2 separate regions of the Pan troglodytes genome follow, and region 1 is linked to region 2. Evidence: chromatin contacts called from public Hi-C data. All regions are on one chromosome and are shown on one strand. Each heading gives the region's core, a stretch centred on a gene start, on an enhancer-like site or on the middle of the called end of the contact. The rest is flanking DNA. Distances are from core to core; before and after follow the strand shown. Region 1 has its middle 16 kb from the start of RAB11FIP1. Region 2 holds the start of BRF2 (BRF2 RNA polymerase III transcription initiation factor subunit).

Region 1 (3,300 bases), core at 783-3,282, 66 kb after region 2:
AGCATCAATGATATTTTTCTTTGAGATCTTATATTTTGATAAGATTCCTGTTCACGTTAAAAAAATTTGTGGGCCATTTCTCTTCCTAATCTGCCTTTTGTGAGTTGATTTTTCAGTGAACTTTCAGAGGGTAAAGGGAAAGTTTTTCCTCAGCTCCTACAATATCCCATAGACCCAGTGCCATTTATTGAATGACCCAGCTTTCCCCTATGGGCTCGTCAATATCATGTTTCTGAACTCTATTCTGTTCCCTGGTCTATTTCATTATTACTGACCCAATACCATACTGTCTTAATTACCACAGTTTCATGACATATCTTAATATCTAGTAGTGTAAAGTCTTCAGCTTTGTACTTCCTCTGTCAAGATTTACCAGCTATTCTTAGACCTCTGCATTTCTTTTTTTCATTTTTTTCTTTTTTCTTTCTTTCTTTTTTTTTTTTTTTTTTTTTTTTGAGACAGGGTCTCATTCTGTCACCCAGTCCAGGGTAAAGTGGCACAATCTCGGCTCACTGCAACCTCATCCTCCAGGACTCAAGCAATCCCCCTGTCTCAGCCTCCCGAGTAGCTGGGACTACAGGTGAGTGCCACCGCGCCCAGCTAATCTTTTGTATTTTTGGTAGAGACAGAGTTTCACCACATTACCCAGGCTGGTCTCAAACTTCTGCGTTCAAGCGATCCAGCCTCCTCAGACTCCCAAAGTTCTGGGATTGCAGGCATGAGCCACTGCGCCCCACCTGGAGTTTTGCATTTTCATATGTATTTTAGAATCAACTAGCTAGCCACAGTGGCGCACGCCGGTAATCTTAGCATTTTGGGAGGCCGAGGCAAGAGGATCAGTTGAGCTCAGGAGTTTGAGATCAGCCTGGGCAACACAACGAGATCCCATCTCTACAAAAAAAATTTAAAAATTAGCCAGGCATGGTGGCACATGCCTGTGGTCCCACGTACTCGGGAGGAGGATCGCTTGAACTGAAGATTTGGAGGCTGCAATGAGCTATGATTATGCTACTGCATTCCAGTCTGGGGGACAGAGCAAGCCCTATCTCTAAATAATAATAATAAATAAAGTTTCAGTCTTATGAGTTTAGAGCTTTAGCAGCTCTGCTTCTAAAGCATCAAGGGAAAGTTCATGAGTCCATAATGACAAGATGGTTAAAACATCCCACTCCACCCCACCGGAAAACTTGGTGGTAACAGCAGCAACCCTAGAAAAATGCCCAGGGGAGACATCAGGAATCCCAGGGGCCCAAAGTCATGGCTATCTGATTCTGCTGCCTTTTCCCATAAGGAGTTCATCTCTCTCCCACCAGTCTTGGAGGCTTCTAGATATTATAGTCCCTGAGGGATGTAGTAATTTTCTTACATCAGCACAAGGTTCAGCAAATATCAAAACATCTAACCTTTTAGAGCTGTGTTTTTCTATTTATTTGTACCCTGTCCTGTTTCAAAAAAGATTTAAGGTTGTTTACAACACCACATAAATGAAGTTAAACAACATAAATTAGAACACCATGAGAAAGGTGAGGCCAAGGGAAAACAAGGGTAGGGACACAGAGGTATGCTAAGAGTGAACACCAGCGTGCAGTGAGGTTCCACAGGCTTTGGAGTGCAGGGCTTTTTAAAACTTGCTGAAGCTGCCAAACCAGTGTTGTGTTCTCACATCCCAGAATCCTAGCATTGTTGGGGGCAAAGCCCAGTGAAACAATCAAATACTGATCCCCAGGGTAGAAGGAGACCTCCTCCCTAATCCCACGCTCTAACCCACACAGAAAGCACCATAGTTCTGGAACCTGTGTAGTTCACTGGATAAAAATATGAAATTTAAAAATGCACGTAAGGAGAGGTTTTTCAAGTGTTTTGTCTGTTTTACTGTGGAGCCCCAGAAACCTGAGAGCAATTCCAGCTTCCTAAGGAAAGGAGGTAATCCTAGGGTCAGGAGGAGCTCATAAAGCTGTTGAAGCTACCCTGAGCTGAGGAGTGGGTGAGTCAGCCCAGCCGATGGAGGGGTGTGTGAGGATGCCTTCGAACTTCCTCACCCCTCCCGGAAAGGCTGCACCTGAGCCGCATTCCAGAGACGTTTGGGATACCAACACACGTGGGAAACACACATGAAAACAGATCTCAGCCCTCCCTCCTCCCTGGGGCCAGCAGAGGAGCTCTAAGGAGCTTAAAGAGGAAGAAGACTCCCACCTTCCATACCTTCCTCTGCCCTGGCAGATGGAAGGGAGAGTTACCCGGGTGCAGGGGCTGACCTCTCAAGTTAAAAGCTCAGGTTTCTTGTTCTTGGCGCCCAGGTTTGCTAAACAGCACCATCTGCTGCCTCAGAAGTCATGCAACTGGAAAGTAGCAATGCACATGTGAACCTTCCAGGTTCCCGATTAGGGTGCGCCGTGAGACTCTCCTGAAAGGCAGAGGGCAGGATACACCTGCAGGCCAGCTTTGTGCTCCCTCCTCCCACCCTTCCAATTAAACTCACTTTTTTTTTCTTTTTCTTTCTTTTCTTTTCTTTCTTTTCTTTCTTTTTTTTTTTTTTTTTTTTGAGACAAGTCTCACTCTGCTGCCCAGGCTGGAGTGCAGTGGCACAATGCTCACTGCAACCTCCGCCTCCTGGATTCAAAGCAATTCGCCTGCCTCAGCCTCCCGAGTAGCTGGGATTACAGGCGCATCCCACCACTCCCAGCTAATTTTTGTATATTTAGTAGAGACAGTGTTTCACTATGTTGGCCAGGCTGGTCTCAAACTCCTGACCTCAGCCTCCCAAAGTTCTGGAATTACAGGCATGAGCCACTGTGCCCGGCCTTTCAATTAAACTTACCCATTTTCTATAGCTTTACACTAATTCCAGCACTGGCACCATCAATGATCCCACCATCATTAACTTACCATTGACAAAACAGGCCCTAGACCAAAGTCTGTCATTGAGCTTCTGCACTTTCTAGAAGGTAGGGATGGGTAACTGCCCAGGGTCTGGTAGGGTAGACCCTAAACATTCTCATGGAGGATATGATGGCCAGTAACTAAAAATTATGGTGAAGGCCAGGCACAGTGGCTCACGCCTGTAATCCCAGCACTTTGAGAGACCAAGGCAAGAGGATCACTTGAGGCCAGGAGTTCGAGACCAGCCTAGGCAACATAACAAGACCTCGCCTCTAAAAAAAATTTAAAAATTAGCTTGGCCTGGGCTCACCCCAGGAGGTCGAGGATGCAGTAAGCCATGAACGTGCCACTGCACTCCAGCCTGGGTGGCAGTGAGATTTTGTCTTAGCATTTAAGTGTCTTACATTTAAGTTCAGTAGT
Region 2 (3,426 bases), core at 241-2,740:
TTAAAGCAGCTCCAAGTGTTCCAAATTTCCAGTCATCCTTCCAGTACATTCCATACAGGCAATTTTCCTAGCAGCAGATTTTGTTGTTGTTTGTTTAAGGAGTTTCCCTCTATAGTCCAGGCTGGAGCGCAGTGGTGCGATCACAGCTCACGGCAGCCTTCAACTTCCAGGCTCAAGCAATCCTCCTACCTCAGACTCCTGGGTAGCTGGGATTACAGGTGTATGCCACCATACCTGGCTAATTAAAAAAAATTTTTTTTAGGCACTTGTCTCGTTACGTTACCAAGGCTGGTCTCGAGATCCTCGGCTCAAGCAATCCTCTCGGCTCTGCCTCCCAAAGCACTGAGATTACAGGCGTAAGCCACCCCACCCAGACAATGGCTGCAGATTTTGAGGGCTGCACTGGTCAGAAACTTGGAAAGCAAAGAAAAGTGATGTTTTGCCAGTTTGTGCTTAAAACTATTTCAGGGTAATAATACCTGCTATAATCATATCGGCAATCCTTCCACAATGATCAGACATGGCAAGATGAGTGGAACTTTGTTTCTGTCTCACTTATTCAATATTTATTACACGCACCATCTATGCCCGATACTAAGTGCTGGGAAAACACAGATGAATGGCAGCCCCCATCTCCTTCAGCTCCCTCGCTCACTTTAGGTCATTTTCTCTCAAATTAAGTGTGTGCGTTACAGTTAGGAGTATGGGGGGAGCGGGGAGACAAAAGGAATCTGATGTTAATCCCTCCACCGCCCCAGGCTGTCCCCAGGGCCACAAGTACCTCGGAGATTGCCCTCGTCGCTGAAGGTAGTGGTAAGGACCCCCTCGGTGACCACGCAGCCGCAGTCGGAGCACACCAGCTGGCTCTGCGAATAGTGCGAGTCTTCCACCAGCTCCGTGGAGCCGCAGTCGGGGCAGCGGCCTCTGCCTGGCATCTCACAACCGGCCCCAAAGCCGCGGAAGCCTTCAGAGACTCCTGGGTCTGCAACAGCAACCGTGAGGCAGCAAGAAGTAGGAGGGGACACTTCAAAGGGTTGCACCCCCGTCTTCCGGCCAGCGCGACGGCGGCATAGGCGGTTCCCTCCGCTGGGAGGCTGCGCGCCACTTCCGGTCTGTTCCTCCGCGGGCTCGGGTAGAAACGTGAGCTAGGAGAGGAGGTTCCTGGTGTGAACTGTAGCTGTCTGGTTTCCCTGCACTCTGTAGTTAGTTTTTGGGACCTAGACTGGGGTTGAATTTGGGAAAGTTTTTGCCTACATGGACACGTATAACAGACAGAAGATTGTTGTCACCCCTGAACAACCCTCCTTTTAAAGTCCTAAGGGAATCGCAGGTTGGTAATGAATGTTTAATTGGCCATAGAAGAAAGTATATTTTTTAAAGGGAGAGTAGTGGAGAGAGAGCGGGAGCAGGAAACTGTGTTCTGCTTTCCAGAGCTGCTTCCTAAAGCAGATTCCTTCCTCTCTTTACCTCCTGTTTTTCTCAACTGTAAAATGAGGAAGTTGAAAAAAAATCCAGAGAGGCAAACCCAAATGCTTTTGGAGGCCAGGCAGGAATGTCTAAAGGAGTTTGGAGTGAAAGAATATGGAGTGATGGAGACCTGGAGCGGCGCAAGCACGCAGATTCAGATGTTTTTTAAAAAACCTTGAGCTATCTGGGCGTGGTGGCTCACGCCTGTAATCCCAGCACTTTGGAAGGCCGAGGCAGGTGGATCACCTGAGCTCGGGAGTTTGAGACCAGCCTGGGCAACATGGTGAAATCCCGTCTCTACTAAAAATACACAAAAATTAGCTGGGCGTGGTGGTGCACGTCTCTAATCGCAGCTACTCGGGAGGCTGAGGCAGGAGAATCGCTTGAACCCAGGAGGCGCAGGAGGCGCAGTGAGCCAAGATCGCGCCACTGCACTCCAGCCTGGGTGGCAGAGCGAGACTCCATCTCAAACAAAATAAAACATACCTTTAAGAAGTGTCACTCCCTTCTTTTCCACACCCAGTTTTTACACGTGATATCCAAACCTAAAGACACCATCCCTTCCCTAAGAGACTGCTTTCTCAGAGTGTTAGAATCACTACTCCTTTTCAGAGACATCCCATCCATTCCCATGGGGATTGCTCACATTGGAGGGCCAAGAGACACAATAATATCCAACGGTCCTTTCTCTTCAATTTGAATTACTTTAGTATCATAACAGAAGGGGGCTTCAGCACATTAATCGTGGGTGGGATCCGGCAGTCCAAGCCCCCCCCCCCCCCCCCCGCCTTTTCTAGACCTCCCCACTAGCGTGAGATACAGGATGAGAGCTTATTTCTGGCTGTCTGACAGTTAAATATTAAGATACATTTGCACATGCGCACCCGCACACACACACCACTCAGAGACATCCATTAGTTTTAGTGTGGTTGACATTCTTATTTGGATGAAGAAAGTGTCCCTGAAAGCGACATAACTTGCACTGGGAACAGTTCGTTGCATGATCACACAGCAGAGCATCAGACTCCCCTCATCCCCAGTTGTGTGCAGATCTTGAACCTACCTTCACTTTTTTTTTAAGCGGGACTTTACAGAGCCCATCTACCTAGGACAGAAGCCTTGAAATCCTGCCTGACCCAACCTGATTGATTGTAAAGTGGAAAAGCAGTTTTATGATCCTGCAGCCAGCCACGGAAGGAGAAAGCTGGTTGTCTTTCCCAGTCACACATGATGTACTTACTGGGAGCCTAGGAGAGCCTGGTCCTCGGGCACACACAGGCTGGGAGGGGGCAGGGTCCAGGCCAGAAGATGGCGCCCTCTACTAAGATGTGTAAGTTTGGGGTTCTCCACTTTCTCAGGAAGAAGTCCATTTATTTGGGAAATGTATTTGCCTTGCTCCAGGAAATCTGGACAGACGTGGAAATCATCTCGGTGCCCTCTCCACTGCTCCCAATTCTTCTAAGAGTTATCATTCCTGGTAGTGATTATCTTATTTTTTTATTTTATTTATTTATTTATTTTGAGAGGAGTCTCACTCTGTCGCCCAGGCTGAAGTGCAGTGGCACAGTCTCAGCTCACTGCAGCCTCCACTTCCCGGGTTCAAGCAATTCTTCTGCCTCAGCCTCCCAAGTAGCTAGGACCACACGCGCCCACCACCATGCCTGGCTAGTTTTTGTATTTTTAGTAGAGACGGGATTTCACCGTGTTGGCCAGGCTGGTCTCAAACTTCTGACCTCAGGTGATCTGCCCAACTCGGCCTCCCAAAGTGCTGGGATTACAGGCATGAGCCACCATGCCTGGCAGTGATTATCTTTTTAACAGATGCCCCGAGTGCCCAGGGTAGGCTTGGCCAGAGCAGAAAGCTAGTCATGGGGAGGCCATTGAACAGCAGCCCAGCTGTGGTCCAGATGTATAATGCTGACATTGAGGCCAGAGTTCTTTGTAGAGGGGAGAGTAGAG

What was found. Hi-C and Micro-C count contacts between places; a contact is called where the count stands out from the background.
Region 1: a contact with region 2 is called in a Hi-C map of stem cell-derived neural progenitor cells, with 5 times the contacts expected there. The contact joins the enhancer-like site here to the promoter of BRF2 in region 2. A contact is called at or near these places in 5 of 7 Hi-C or Micro-C datasets (blood, induced pluripotent stem cells, a lymphoblastoid cell line and 1 more) and 1 of 1 other capture datasets (stem cell-derived neural stem cells).

Annotation. Positions count from the first base shown.
Region 1 is chr7:46,313,374-46,316,673 of NHGRI_mPanTro3-v2.0_pri, forward strand. No RefSeq gene overlaps it. Among named protein-coding and RNA genes, the nearest start is that of RAB11FIP1, 16 kb to the left of the region's middle. Within about 2 kb of position 2,033, at least 6 of the 24 cell types and tissues checked have an H3K27ac peak or open chromatin away from gene starts, as enhancers often do. A contact at or near this core is called in induced pluripotent stem cells, a lymphoblastoid cell line, stem cell-derived neural progenitor cells and 1 more, where this site is marked.
Region 2 is chr7:46,248,174-46,251,599 of NHGRI_mPanTro3-v2.0_pri, forward strand. BRF2 (BRF2 RNA polymerase III transcription initiation factor subunit) reads right to left here and starts at 1,491. Exons shown (of 4, transcript XM_001169914.7): 1 at 782-1,491. The coding sequence starts at 935.